Linked DNA regions of Mus musculus: region 2 is linked to region 1. The links are chromatin contacts, called in public promoter capture Hi-C maps. All regions are on one chromosome and are shown on one strand. The core of a region is the stretch at or near the end of the contact, and the rest is flanking DNA. Distances in the headings are between cores, read along the strand shown. Region 1 holds the start of Ogt (O-linked N-acetylglucosamine (GlcNAc) transferase (UDP-N-acetylglucosamine:polypeptide-N-acetylglucosaminyl transferase)). Region 2 holds the start of Hdac8 (histone deacetylase 8).

Region 1 (3,335 bases), core at 526-3,025:
TTGGAGCTAGAAGATCAACTAGAAAATTACATGTTAGACAAGAACGTAGCACTTTCTAGCTCCTAAATTTAGCACATTACCTATCACTTTCCAAAGTCACATATCTGCTCTTTTAATACTGGAAATGACCATTTCTTCAAATAAAGTTAACAGTCAGAAAAGAGCAAGTTCTTACAAAAACCTACGACAGAATCTTACATTTTTGAAAATCATGATGGGGAAACAGAAAGGTGGAAATCTTGATCCCATTCCCATCTATTAAGGATGAGATACTATTTTAGAGTCATCTATTTATCTCACAATATTCAAAATCGTCAACTAAAACCTAGACACTGAGAAACAATAACCTCTCGGGAACCTTAGAGCTGCAGCCTGGTTCCCCATCCCCTCCCGCCCCAAACAGCCTCAATCTGGAAAGGCAGTTGAAGGACACTCCTACAATTTGGTTGTTTTCTTATTTTCTGTAGCAAAGGCTTGGAGATGCATCGTTGAAAAGAGGCAACCGCTTTGCACTTGTGCAGCTACACTCCAGTTGCTTTACAAACTCTTCAAGCAAGGATGGAAACTTAAAAAAGAAATAATAATGCACACCCTATGGATAAAGAGATACTGGGCTAAAGAATGGGGATGAAAACCCAGAGGCCATGGCGGAGGAATACATAGAGAAAGTAACACAAAGAAAGAGAATTAGGAGGGCGGGCAGGGTGGTCGCCGCCAAGCAACACACCGAGGTGGTTTCTTCCCTGAGGATAAGAAACGACTGTCGGGCTGGCACGTTCGCAGAGGAAGGGTGTGGTTGCAACAAGCAGGGAGGGCTGACCAGGGTAGGAAACTCCGTACTGGGGCAGCGGGTGCAATTGGGTGATGGCTAAGAGAACCCCTGGAAATTTCCAACCTAAATCGGGGCCGCTCAACCCAAGAACACAAGGCGCTGCCCCGGCGGGGTGCGGGCTCAAGTAGCTCTTCTTGGTGCTACTTGGAAGCACACCGAGGAGCCTTCGCTAGTCATGCCTGATGCAAAGTGAGGCTAGGATTACACCGAAATAGCATCCCCGCCCTAGCCTGGCAAAGGAGGACCAAATGTGGCTAAGGGAAAGGGGCTTTGGGGAGGAGGTGGAAGCGCACGGGAGGGAGCGACGGGCTGAAATTGAGGGAGAAAACAGTTGCGACGGGAGACAGAAATTGCAGAGATTCCAATGCAGCCCATTCCAAGACACACTAAGCGCGCACGTGTGCTATAGATTCGTCCCGAGAGAGAAGGCTACAACACTGATGGGATAAAGCAACAACGAAAAAGCCCCCAAAGCAAGCAAAATGCAAGCAAGCAACTAGAGAATGTTTACGAACGGACGGCAGCACCAAACCCGATCAGATAGCAGTAGAACTCGAGAGCTCAGTAATGCCACTGATGTAATGGGGATGGTCAGAGGGAAGTAATGAAAGATACAAGACGGCGCCAGACCCCAAAGGGACGTCTGCCAGAGTAGAATGGGACACTAGTACCTGTACTGTCGGCCACGTTGCCCACGGAAGACGCCATCTGGAGCTTCTTGAGATAGAACAAGGGGTAATTGACTTCTACTGCCGCCACTACTGACAAGAATGGTTCTAGAAGTAGCAGAAAAAAGGCAGCAGCCGTATCAGTGTTTTGAAGGGCTCAGGGGGCGGCACAGAATACTGAACTCGAATCTTAGGAACTCTTGGTAGACATCTACCTCTCACTGTCTTGAAATGGCGGCGAGGGCTCCTCGACCGAAACAACACAAGCCGGAACTACTTTCTGTTATAATCAAGTACCCCGCGGAGGTAGCGCGTAACAAGACTACCGACCAAGTGACTGTAATCAAAGTCATTTGCTCTTACGTAACCTTCCGCCCAAGGTCCATTGCGACAAACATGACTGTAGAGAGCGCATGCGACAACCCTGTCTAGGCAACTCCGGGTTAAGGGCTCCCTATGGGGCAAGAGCCAGCAAGTTTTTAAGAGCAAGGCGGAAGGGCAAAAAACGCCCGTCGATTACTTTTTTTTTTTTTTTTTTTTTTTTTTTTTTTGGCAAGCGCTAAAGTACGAGTCTACTACCTGGTCAGTGATGTCGATGTTAGAATGTCAGAGCGTCTAGAAAAGTTTAATTAACTCCATTCAACAGAAAAGGGTAGTTTACACGACCAACGTGTTAGTTCTAAGCAAGTAAACGCGAATATTTGCGTTTCAGAGACGGGGCTGTTCAAAACAATGGGGGAGCCGGTTCGATTTGAATGCTTTTTGATTCAGACTCCACCCATGAATTTAAGTACTTTGATGAGAAAAACGGACAGTCTCCCTGAGCTGAGTGAACCCAAATGTGTTCGATTTGAACCATATAACCCTAAAATTCAAAATCGTTTGTGAGATTCGGGATGGTAACAGGGTAAATGCTAGGAGTTTGCATGTCAAAAGCAACCACAGAAATGTTAAAGAGGATGCCTTTTTCCTCAAAATTCCTGATCCTGAATTGTGACCTTGTTTCGTCAGAATCATTAAGGACTGCAAATGCCTTGGAGCTTAAGGCAATTCAACAAAGCAAACTGTGTTCCTTTGCCTTCTTCCTAAACCACACAACTACAATGAATTTCCAATTGCCTTCCTTTGACAAAACAGCTCTTTGGATCCTCTTACGGTTTCAAGCCCAGTGTTTGGACATTTTTGTCACATTGTTATTAATTTATATTTCCTGCCTTGTTCCTTGACAGTTTTAAGACACGTCACTAAGTGATTATTACAAGCCACTGGGGACTACAGTTAGCTCTCTTAGAGTCTTTCCGTTTCAAAACTCTTTGATCTAGGAAAAATTAGTGAGCTTGTGTAAAAATGTTTGCTGTCTAGCTCCTTGGTGAAATAAAAAACAAATCCTCAAAGGCTGTTTCAGTTTCTTGAGATTGCCAAACAACCTATGAACTTTGGATTATGAGTGCAGAAAAAGTTGATAATATTGTTCATTTCTTCTGCCCCACAGAACCACAACATGTAGTAAAAAAGAAAGCTTGCCATTCAAACTCTCCTGGATATTGATTGGCCTTATCTTTTCATTTGATACACCTGGCAAGCCCCAAACCCACCAAGTGATCCACCTTTGTTGAAAGAACTCAGCTTTTCCTCATTAAGAAAGGCAACTCAGATTCTACTAGCAGATGTTTAGGCCTTCTTGATTAGTGCGTGATAGTTAATTAAGTAAAAAGTCGTTAAATGTCAGGTCATGCTCCCAGTCGGACAGCTATTTGACTCATAGAAAACTGATCTGGGGTTCCCTCATCTGAAAGGAGTCTCACGCTGCTATGAAAAAATTGGATTGTGAGGCT
Region 2 (2,987 bases), core at 362-2,861, 870 kb before region 1:
TATTAAGTAAGCTAAGTGCCCTCCATTCATTATCTGGCTCTGTTATTAATATGGTTTCAAATGAAGTAGCCTTATCTTATCTATTATAATGCAGATTCCCTGAGAGTGCAGTGTATCTTTGAATCCAAAGCTAAAGTGTACACTTAGTTCATAGAAGTGCTTAATAGTGCACTCAGTTCATAGAAGTGCTTGGGTAACTGAATGATTACAGTGCTTTGAACTAGTTCTATAGACAAATACAAATGAAGCATAACTTGTTCCATTCTAATTGGAGAACAAATGCATATCTCTCTCTCTCTCTCTCTCTCTCTCACACACACACACACACACACACACACACACACACACACGTACATACCTCAAGATTGCAAGAATATTAAGTATTGGGATACTAAATCGAATATTGACCACAGGTATAGCAGAAAGTCAACCTGGAAGCATCAAATTCACATAGTAAAAGGAGTATTTAGGTTTTGGGTGTTAGGTAGAGCTAATTTTGGATTGTTTTCCTACCTCAGTGTGTGACCGAGAATAGTTTTTACCCTCCAAAGTACATCTGCAAAGTGGACATGTTACAGCTTGCGTCATAGAACTGTTGAAAGGATTAAGATAATATCCAAAGTGCTTATCACGAAACAAAAGTTTAAAGCAAGCTTGTCTTTTAAAGAAAGTACAAATCTGGGCCTGTCTCGGAGGCCTCAGTGTGTCAGTTGAGGATGGTCTGAGTGCTGGGAGTCTGGGAATTGACCAGCTAGGCTCAGATCTTGTAGGCATCCAGAACCCCCAAACTTCTGGTGGAAATAACACTGCCTGGGGACACACTAACACCCTGTACACCAAACCTAAAACATTTGCCCTAACCGTTGTTTAGCTTCAGAAGCAAATGAAAGAAAAAGTGGCTGTGTGTTGGGGGATGGGGGAGGTGTGTTTTCCCACTACTTGGGAGAGAACCCTTGCTTTTCATCACATGAAAGCTCCACAGTCCCTGTCTCAGTTTTAGGAAGGTGACATCGGGTTTGTCAGAGTGGATTATTGGAGAGGCTGTTAATCTCTTTCAGACAGTGATGAAAAGTAGCGAACTAAAGTTGCAGCACGAAATTTACTCTGTAAACATTTCAAACAATCCTCAGCCTTAGCACCATTAGCTAATGTAGCTGGGTGGTGGTCTTGCCTGCTATTGAATGTATAGTTTACCTCTATTTAAATATTTAAATGATATTTGCAGTTTGAAAACTTAAAAGAGTTCAGACTCTTAGCGCCAAAACTTGAAACCACGTTTTTTTAGTGTTTAGCTGTGTTTCTTTCTGTTACCATACTCCTTTAAAACTACATCTCCCAGCATGCTTTGGAGCTGGTCTGACCTCATTTCAAATGGCCCCGTAGGGCAACAAGGCTGGTTACTTTTGACCGTGCTACTTGTGCCATGAAAAAATTGATCCCAATTGGCAGTTATTTGGTTTTTATATCTGTCAGGCACCTTTTTTGAACTGTGGTCATCAGTAGAAGGCATCTGGTCTGGAAGGGCCCATCCATCCCTGTAGTTGGACGAGGGACCAGGGAAACTGTCTCCGGCGATCTAAATAGGAGGGAATGTTGACAAGGGAGCACCGCTGGGGCTGAACAGAGGAGCAGGAACTGGAGCTCAGGCTGAGTCTGAAAACTGTTGGCTCCAGACTTTGGCTCGCGGACGGTTGGAAGTGGGAGATGGAGATGCCAGAGGAACCCGCCAACAGTGGGCATTCACTACCCCCGGTTTATATTTACAGTCCCGAGTATGTCAGCATCTGCGACTCCCTTGTGAAGGTCCCCAAACGGGTAAGAGAGGTCTGGATCAAAGACCACGGTTTGCGGGGATGGGGGTGGGAGGGTGTGAAAGGGAGTACATTAGGAAACGAGAAAACTGGACTGAAGGATACCTTCAGCAAAAATGTAACTAGCAGTGCCAGGCACGCCAAGCCGAGCAGAAGGAAGTGGTTCATTACCTTCAGAGAGCGCAGTGGGGCATCCAACGCTCGAGTGGGGGCGGGGGGCGGGGGAGGGGAAGGATTGGCGCAGAGGTGAGCGGAGTTACCAATAGGGGGTCCTGGACCACAAACTGTTAGGAGAGAGTATTCCATCACTTGCGTTAGTAAAGCTGGGGAGCTTCGAATCTTGGCGATTTTGAGACTCTGTGTTTGTCTTAAGTGTATTCTGTTAAAGTGACAGAAGGGAGAAGAGAGAAAGTAGTTAGTTCTCCGCGCAGGCTGTTGTTGTTAATGGCATTTCAGTACATTGAACCTTAAGGAGACTGCTCTGCCTTTCTTTGATGCTGTTTCAGGCCAGTATGGTCCACTCTCTGATCGAAGCCTATGCCCTGCATAAACAAATGAGGTAAGTGCGTTGACCTTTCTGAACATGATCATTTCTGAGGGCAGGCGTGTTCATAGCCTTAACACCTTGTCTCCTCCCAGTGGGACTAACCAGCGAGAAATGCTGCGTTCAAAAAAAAAAAAAAAAAAAAGCTTGTGTGGGAGTGGGGTGTTCATAGTCTTTGTTAGATGCTTGTACCGCCGGGAAAGCTTGAGAACAGTTGGGAAAGGCACACGAAGGGGTTAAGATCCCTTAGAAAAGAGACTTTGCTTCTAGACATGTGAGGAGGTGTTAAGCTGGAAAATGTTTTGTTTTATATTTGGTCTGGATTTTGTTTGTTTTCTAAAGCTAGATTTGGGGATGTGGGTTCAATTTGAGACTTAGATCTGCTACCCCACCCCCATCACCACCAAACTTTAACCTGGTCTCTGTTGACCACACAAGTAAAGCTAGCTACATCCTTCTCAAAAACAAGCCAAAAACAAGCTTTCTGTTGATTGCCAATTCTATATTTAATGTCATAAATGAAAGTATTATGGACCTGGCACATGTCAAATCAGGTTTTCTCATTACTGACCAACTACGTGACTGGCTAGATCACCTAATGCTGCATTTTCTTCACAGAAAGTAATATAATA

What was found. Promoter capture Hi-C pulls out the DNA fragments that hold promoters and counts their contacts.
Region 2: a contact with region 1 is called in a promoter capture Hi-C map of pre-B cells, with 6 times the contacts expected there. The contact joins the promoter of Hdac8 here to the promoter of Ogt in region 1. A contact is called at or near these places in 3 of 39 promoter capture datasets (erythroid cells, liver and pre-B cells).

Annotation. Positions count from the first base shown.
Region 1 is chrX:101,638,491-101,641,825 of GRCm38.p6, reverse strand. Ogt (O-linked N-acetylglucosamine (GlcNAc) transferase (UDP-N-acetylglucosamine:polypeptide-N-acetylglucosaminyl transferase)) reads right to left here and starts at 1,775. Exons shown (of 22, transcript NM_139144.4): 1 at 1,504-1,775. The coding sequence starts at 1,540.
Region 2 is chrX:102,503,782-102,506,768 of GRCm38.p6, reverse strand. It overlaps Hdac8 (histone deacetylase 8), which reads left to right and starts at 1,611. Exons shown (of 11, transcript NM_027382.4): 1 at 1,611-1,815; 2 at 2,318-2,370. The coding sequence starts at 1,705. Gm32262 (a long non-coding RNA gene) reads right to left here. Exons shown (of 14, transcript XR_003953070.1): 14 at 1,443-2,190.